Regions from separate parts of the Mus musculus genome. Here region 2 is linked to region 1. The links are chromatin contacts, called in public Hi-C maps. All regions are on one chromosome and are shown on one strand. Each heading gives the region's core, a stretch centred on a gene start, on an enhancer-like site or on the middle of the called end of the contact. The rest is flanking DNA. Distances are from core to core; before and after follow the strand shown. Region 1 holds the start of Agr2 (anterior gradient 2). Region 2 has its middle 40 kb from the start of Tspan13.

Region 1 (2,832 bases), core at 167-2,666:
TGCTTCCACAGGAACAGGACAGCCTGGGAGGCTGAAGCATCGGCGATTCACCTTCGCTCAATCCTGGAGGCTCCACACAGACCATTGATGTGTCAGCAGCGTTAGGTTCTTCTCTTCTTGGCCTGTAGATGAAGTCATTATGTGCCTGTGTCTCTGACCTAAGTTTCTTTCCTATGAGAATAACAGTCATATTAGATTAGAACCCAGTCTAATGACCTATTTCACTTACTTTAAATTTCTTATTCATTTATTTCAATTACTTTCATTTTATTTACTTACTGTGGTACTTAGAATCAAATTCAGAGCCTTGCACATACTTAACAAATGCTTAATCTCTCTTTAAGACCCTCTCTCTGTGTATGATCATCTGATGAGGTCCTGGGAATTACAGCACATGGATTCCTTTAAAACACATCTCAACCATACCTCTTGGTAATTAAAAACATCTCTAATTTGCTGTAATTCACTATAATGATATAACAGCTATCCTGGAGTATTCCTGTGTCTAATTTCATGCTGGTAAAGCTCTGGTTATGGTACAACAAAGATGAGGTAATTATTACAACATCCTGCACATACTGGGGTATCTGTGGCATCCTTGGTACATCAGTCCTGAAACGAAGCCAATATCTACAGTAGCTTTGAGATGCGTAGGCGAGGGTAATTCTTTTATGCTACTGAGGTGGTACTGTGTGGTCATTCTTTGTGATCTCCTGATGTTGCGATGCACACCCACAAACACACATTTGTACACATATATTAATCATCAGGGCCATTATTAGCTCACAACATTATCCTATCCTTCCTTTCTTCAATAACCTCTCCGAGTTTGAAGAGTCCATGGCGATGATTTGCGGGGTTTATACCTGTGATTAAAGCGCACACAAAAAATGATATTGTGGAAAATAACATGTCTTGTGATCGAGCATGGCCAGCTGTATAACTGTAAGAAGGATTAGAACTGTGAATCATCCTTAAGAAAAAAAAAAAAAAAAAAAAAGCTAAATAAATGCAATCTGCCCAAGAGGGAGGAAATGAATACCTATAAACCACAACTTCTATCCAATCACATACAGACAAATCAGCCTTCAGACCAATCAAACGTCTTCATTTAAAGCTTACCTGGACTTGGCATACTGCCCAGCTTTTCCAAAACTACTCACAATAATACCTTCAACAACAGTTAAAAAACGCTGGTACTCAAACAAAATCAACAGCCTTTTCAACGACTGCTTTAAAAAAGACCAAACAAACAAACAAGGAACGTCTTAACCCAGAGAAGACAATTGCTTGGGAGAGGAAAAGTTTGCTTCTGAGTTAGCAGCCTGTGGAAACAGGATTAGTGGGTGGGATTGGGGTGTGCTCTGCCCATAAATACAGGCTCAGCGCTGCGCTGGCACACTGAGAAACTTGGACGGCAACCCTTGCGGCTCACACAAAGCAGGAGGGTGGGAAGCCCAGGTAAGGCAATTGACAAGCATTGCACTTGCTAGAGTAAGCTTTGGTTGCTGTGCACACAGTTGCAGGTATTCAACCGACAGGATGAAGCCAAGGTTCCCGGGGCAGAAAGCAGGCTCTGGAAAGAGTATCGCCCAATCTCATGGCAGCTTGCAGGGGCCTTTCTTTAGCAAAGAGCAGTGGAGGATCGCATGCATGCCTAGGTTCAGTGTGACACTTGACCCCTCAGGGAACTGGAGGTTTGTGAGTGGGAGGGTGAAATCAAGAGTTTTCAAACCTGTGTTAGGGTTCAGAGAATTCTGGGTGAATCGCTGCTCCTCTCCCACTAGGTAACGCAAGGGTAACGCAAAGGCCCCTGGGTTCCTCCACTGTAGAAACTCAGCTCAGACGAACCCCTGGGATTATTGCAAATCAGGAAACAGTGTACTTAAGTCGTCTTCAGTTTTTAAGACTGTCAGAAGGGAGAGCTGGGCACTTCCTGAAGCAACAGCAACAGAGTTATAGGCAGTGCCAACGTGGACATTAATTGTTCAAGACAAGATGGGGGCAGAGCAACAGTAAAATGCACCAGTTTGGGGGAGGGGGTGATCAATGGCACGGGGGAGGGGAGGGTCTGCAAATTATCAATGCCCCCCCATGATGTCTTCAGACACTGGGGCTTTGTGCTTCAAGGGGTTTACAGAGGATGTTTGTAGAGTAGACTGTGTGCAGAATAGAATGTTTTCATTATGAAAATGCAGTAGAGTGAATTTCAGAAAGCCATAATCTCAGAGCGGGATGTTTGTACAGCAGTGTTATCTTAACCTTCCTTGACGTATCCTGTCATAAAATGCATAGGACATATCAATAGTTCCAGCCTGTAATCTGTAGAGCCATTACAAGGAGTCCTAAGAGCCATTTATACAGCAAACAATTGGACTAAATACACCGCTTTGCCACCAATTTACTTTTACATTTTCAACATATGTAAGTGCTGCTATAAACAACATGTAATCAAATATTTGTTAATAAAACCAAGGAAGGTAATCTGTACTTCTGAACCAGCTTGTATTCCAGAAATAGTATAAGTCTCACATGAAGTACTTCAGCTTTAAATATTAAACAGAACTCATAATTCTAAGAAGGCTGCTAGGTATTGCTAGATTATAATATACTTGAGTTGTTATTATAAAATTTTAGATGATAAGAATCATTGTTAGCATAGCATTCCTGCATCCTTATATATGTAGAAAAATATGACATATCACTGCTCTGCCTTATAGCTTTTCTGAGCCACTGTGTGTCTCTATTCTAAGACTTGGATAACAGCTGGCCAGTTTAATTGAGGGCACCCCTTGGGATTGGTAACTAAGCAACATCTTGCTAATCATCTAG
Region 2 (2,832 bases), core at 213-2,712, 89 kb after region 1:
CTCAGTGTCAGCTACTTTATAAAAGATTTGAGAGGCTAGACATTTTAGAGGCTAGACATACATGAATCAGGCCTTCGTGTGTCATGTAAAGCCTTATAATAATAACTCTACTTATAATTTTAAATTGTACATGGTAAATCCTTATGGTAATCATGACAAAGGCAATATAAAGTAGATAAAGACAATGGATAAATTGTAATTATTAGTTGTATCACTACTACTGCTGTTTTTCTTATTTTGAGATGGTGTCTCACTATGTGGCAATCTGGCCTCCAACTCATTATGTCACTTAGTCTGGCCTTGAACTAGATCCTCTTGTTTCAGCCTCCTTAGTACTGGGATTATAGACATGTGCCACTACCCAGGCCTAAAATGGAAGTCTGAAAAATCCTCAGGTAAATTAAAGGGAACCAGGAAAGGAGATGGAGGAACAAATGCAGAGAGAACACCAAGAGAAAACTGCAAGTTTGTAGATTGAAATCCAATGGTTTAAAAATCATAGGAAATTTAATATATTTTCTCCATTAATGCTATAATGGGCAAATTAAAAAACAACTCACTATAGGTGTTTAATCTCAAGACATTACCACCCACCAATGTCTCAGTGATATTTATACAATACCCCACCTATCCTTCTTAGTGTTGGCTACTCAGCATAGCCTAGAATCATCTAAGAGGAAAACCGGAATGGACAAATTGCCCAGATCAAATTAGTTCATTGCAATGTCTTTTGGGAATTGTCTTAATTGCTTACTGACGTATGAGGTTGCAGCCCAGCCTGGACAGTACTCCTCCCTGGATAGGTGGTCTCCGGATGCATAAGGTTAACTGAACATCAGTTCAAATGAGACAGCAAGCATGATTTCATAGTTCTGCTGTACTTCATCAAAGGGTCACCGAATTCTGAGAACCTGCTGTTATGAGTGATGGTTGAGTATAATGGAAGGAAGAAAGAAGAAAGAAGGGGGCAGGGAGAGAGGGAGAGAGGGAGGGAGGGAGGGAGGGAGGGAGGGAGGGAGGGAGGGAGGAAGGAAGGAAGGAAGGAAGGAAGGAAGGGAAAAAGAAAGAACCTGAATATATTATTTTCTTGTTAATAAGATTTAAAAAGCTGAGAAAAACTGGCTTTCAGAAGGTGTTCCCACATGCTTGCGGATGAGTTTATAACAGCTAGCAGTTATTTCTGCAGCTCAAGGTGAGTCATACAGCCACAGGCCACTGACATCTATTAACTGACGTCAGGGAAGAGCTACTAAAGATGCCAGGTCACCTTGTCCCCAGAAACATTCCTTGCATTGCCCTGTCTTTCTCTTTCAGTCTGCCCTTCAGTTTTGTTTTGTTTTGTTTTGTTTTTTTAACCAGGAAAATGAAATATATCATCTTCCCAGTTCCTTACCTTGTACCAATGCCTGAGCCTATCTCTGCTCTTCTGCCTTTTTAGGGATGTGTTCAAGATGGGTTGACATCTGAGGCTTTGTGTTCAAGCCAGCCATGCCTCAGAGTCCAGGAGAGCCAGCGACTGGCTGAGAAGTCAGTAGTGGATTCGGGAAGCCTGTGCTTTTGATGGTTTCCAGGAGATTCCGATGCTAACCATTTGGGACCTATCCTTAGCAAACCCACAGAGTTTCTTTGCTAATGGGTAAAGAAATGCTGACAAAGGAACAAGGATGTACTCAGGATTTTACATAGTGTTAAGAAGTTGAGTTATTTCCAGCTCTGCTCTTAAGATTATTTTAGAGACAGACAAATGGTCCAGGAGGCTGAGGCTGACTGTTCTAAAGCTGGAGGCCAACCTGGGATAGAGAGCAATCTCCTACCGCTCTGAGAAGGCGTTTGGAAAAGCTAAACTAGAAACTATGGAATAGTCTTTAAAACAATTAAATTTTATTTTATTTTCTATTTGTGTGTGTGTGATTCAATAGTTTGAGTGTGGAGGTAAGAAAACAGCTATTGAGAGTGGGTTCTCTTCTTCTATCATGAGATTGAATCTAGGCCGTCAGGTTTGAGTACTGAATGCCTTTACCACCTGAGCCCTCTTGCCAACCTCAATAGCCTTTGATCTGTTCATGGTCTCATTCTTGGGAAACAGGGTTGCTTCAGAGTGGTTTTCCAGGAAAGGATTAGGAAGGATCTATCCTAGTGGTTCTCAGCCTATGGTCAGCAGATCCTCCAGATGATGCCGTGAGCACTAGGGAGAGGTAGTGACCAAGCCAGTGGTAGGTTCTGCCTGATTTAGGGTATAGGAGGCAAACTCAGGACGTCAGGTGATGACAAGGGTGTTTGTTGGCTGGTACAGAACTAGGTGACACTTCGAAACATATCAAATAGTGTTGGGATTATATTAGAAATGTATGATGGAATCATTGTGATAGGTTTCACAGCATGGCAGTAAAGCTGCTTCCTTCTATCAAAACACTGAGCAGTGGTCTGGCTGCGCTCCCCATGCATTTAAGCAGGTACGAGGATAAGCCGAAATTCAACCTTTTACAAAGGAATTTTTAATCCACATTTGCTCGTTTACTCATTCAGACATTTACTGAATACCAACTTCCTGCCAAGCTATGATCGGTGCTATATGACAATCAAAAACAGGGTTGATATCAGGTGTGGTGGCTCAGACCTGGAGTCCCAGAAGGGCAGCACCCTGGAGGCAGCAGCAGAGGGGTAATGAGTTCAAAGACAGCCTTGCCAATCTGACAATTCCTGGCCACTGTTAAACAGAGTTTTGCAAATACAATCTCCCTGTATTTGAATGCTTGGCCATAGGGAATGGCATTATTAGGAGGTGTGGTCTTATTGCAGTAAAGTGTGTCACTGTGATTTAAGATCTCCTTA

The links. Hi-C and Micro-C count contacts between places; a contact is called where the count stands out from the background.
Region 2: a Hi-C map of uterus shows a contact between it and region 1. The contact joins the enhancer-like site here to the promoter of Agr2 in region 1. A contact is called at or near these places in 1 of 39 promoter capture datasets (pre-B cells), 8 of 484 Hi-C or Micro-C datasets (the G1E-ER4 cell line, bone marrow, cumulus cells and 3 more), 1 of 115 datasets of contacts at active chromatin or transcription factors (embryonic stem cells) and 2 of 9 other capture datasets (liver and pancreatic islet).

Annotation. Positions count from the first base shown.
Region 1 is chr12:35,991,509-35,994,340 of GRCm38.p6, forward strand. It overlaps Agr2 (anterior gradient 2), which reads left to right and starts at 1,417. Exons shown (of 8, transcript NM_011783.2): 1 at 1,417-1,461.
Region 2 is chr12:36,080,564-36,083,395 of GRCm38.p6, forward strand. No RefSeq gene overlaps it. Among named protein-coding and RNA genes, the nearest start is that of Tspan13, 40 kb to the left of the region's middle. Within about 2 kb of position 1,463, at least 13 of the 459 cell types and tissues checked have an H3K27ac peak or open chromatin away from gene starts, as enhancers often do. A contact at or near this core is called in uterus, where this site is marked.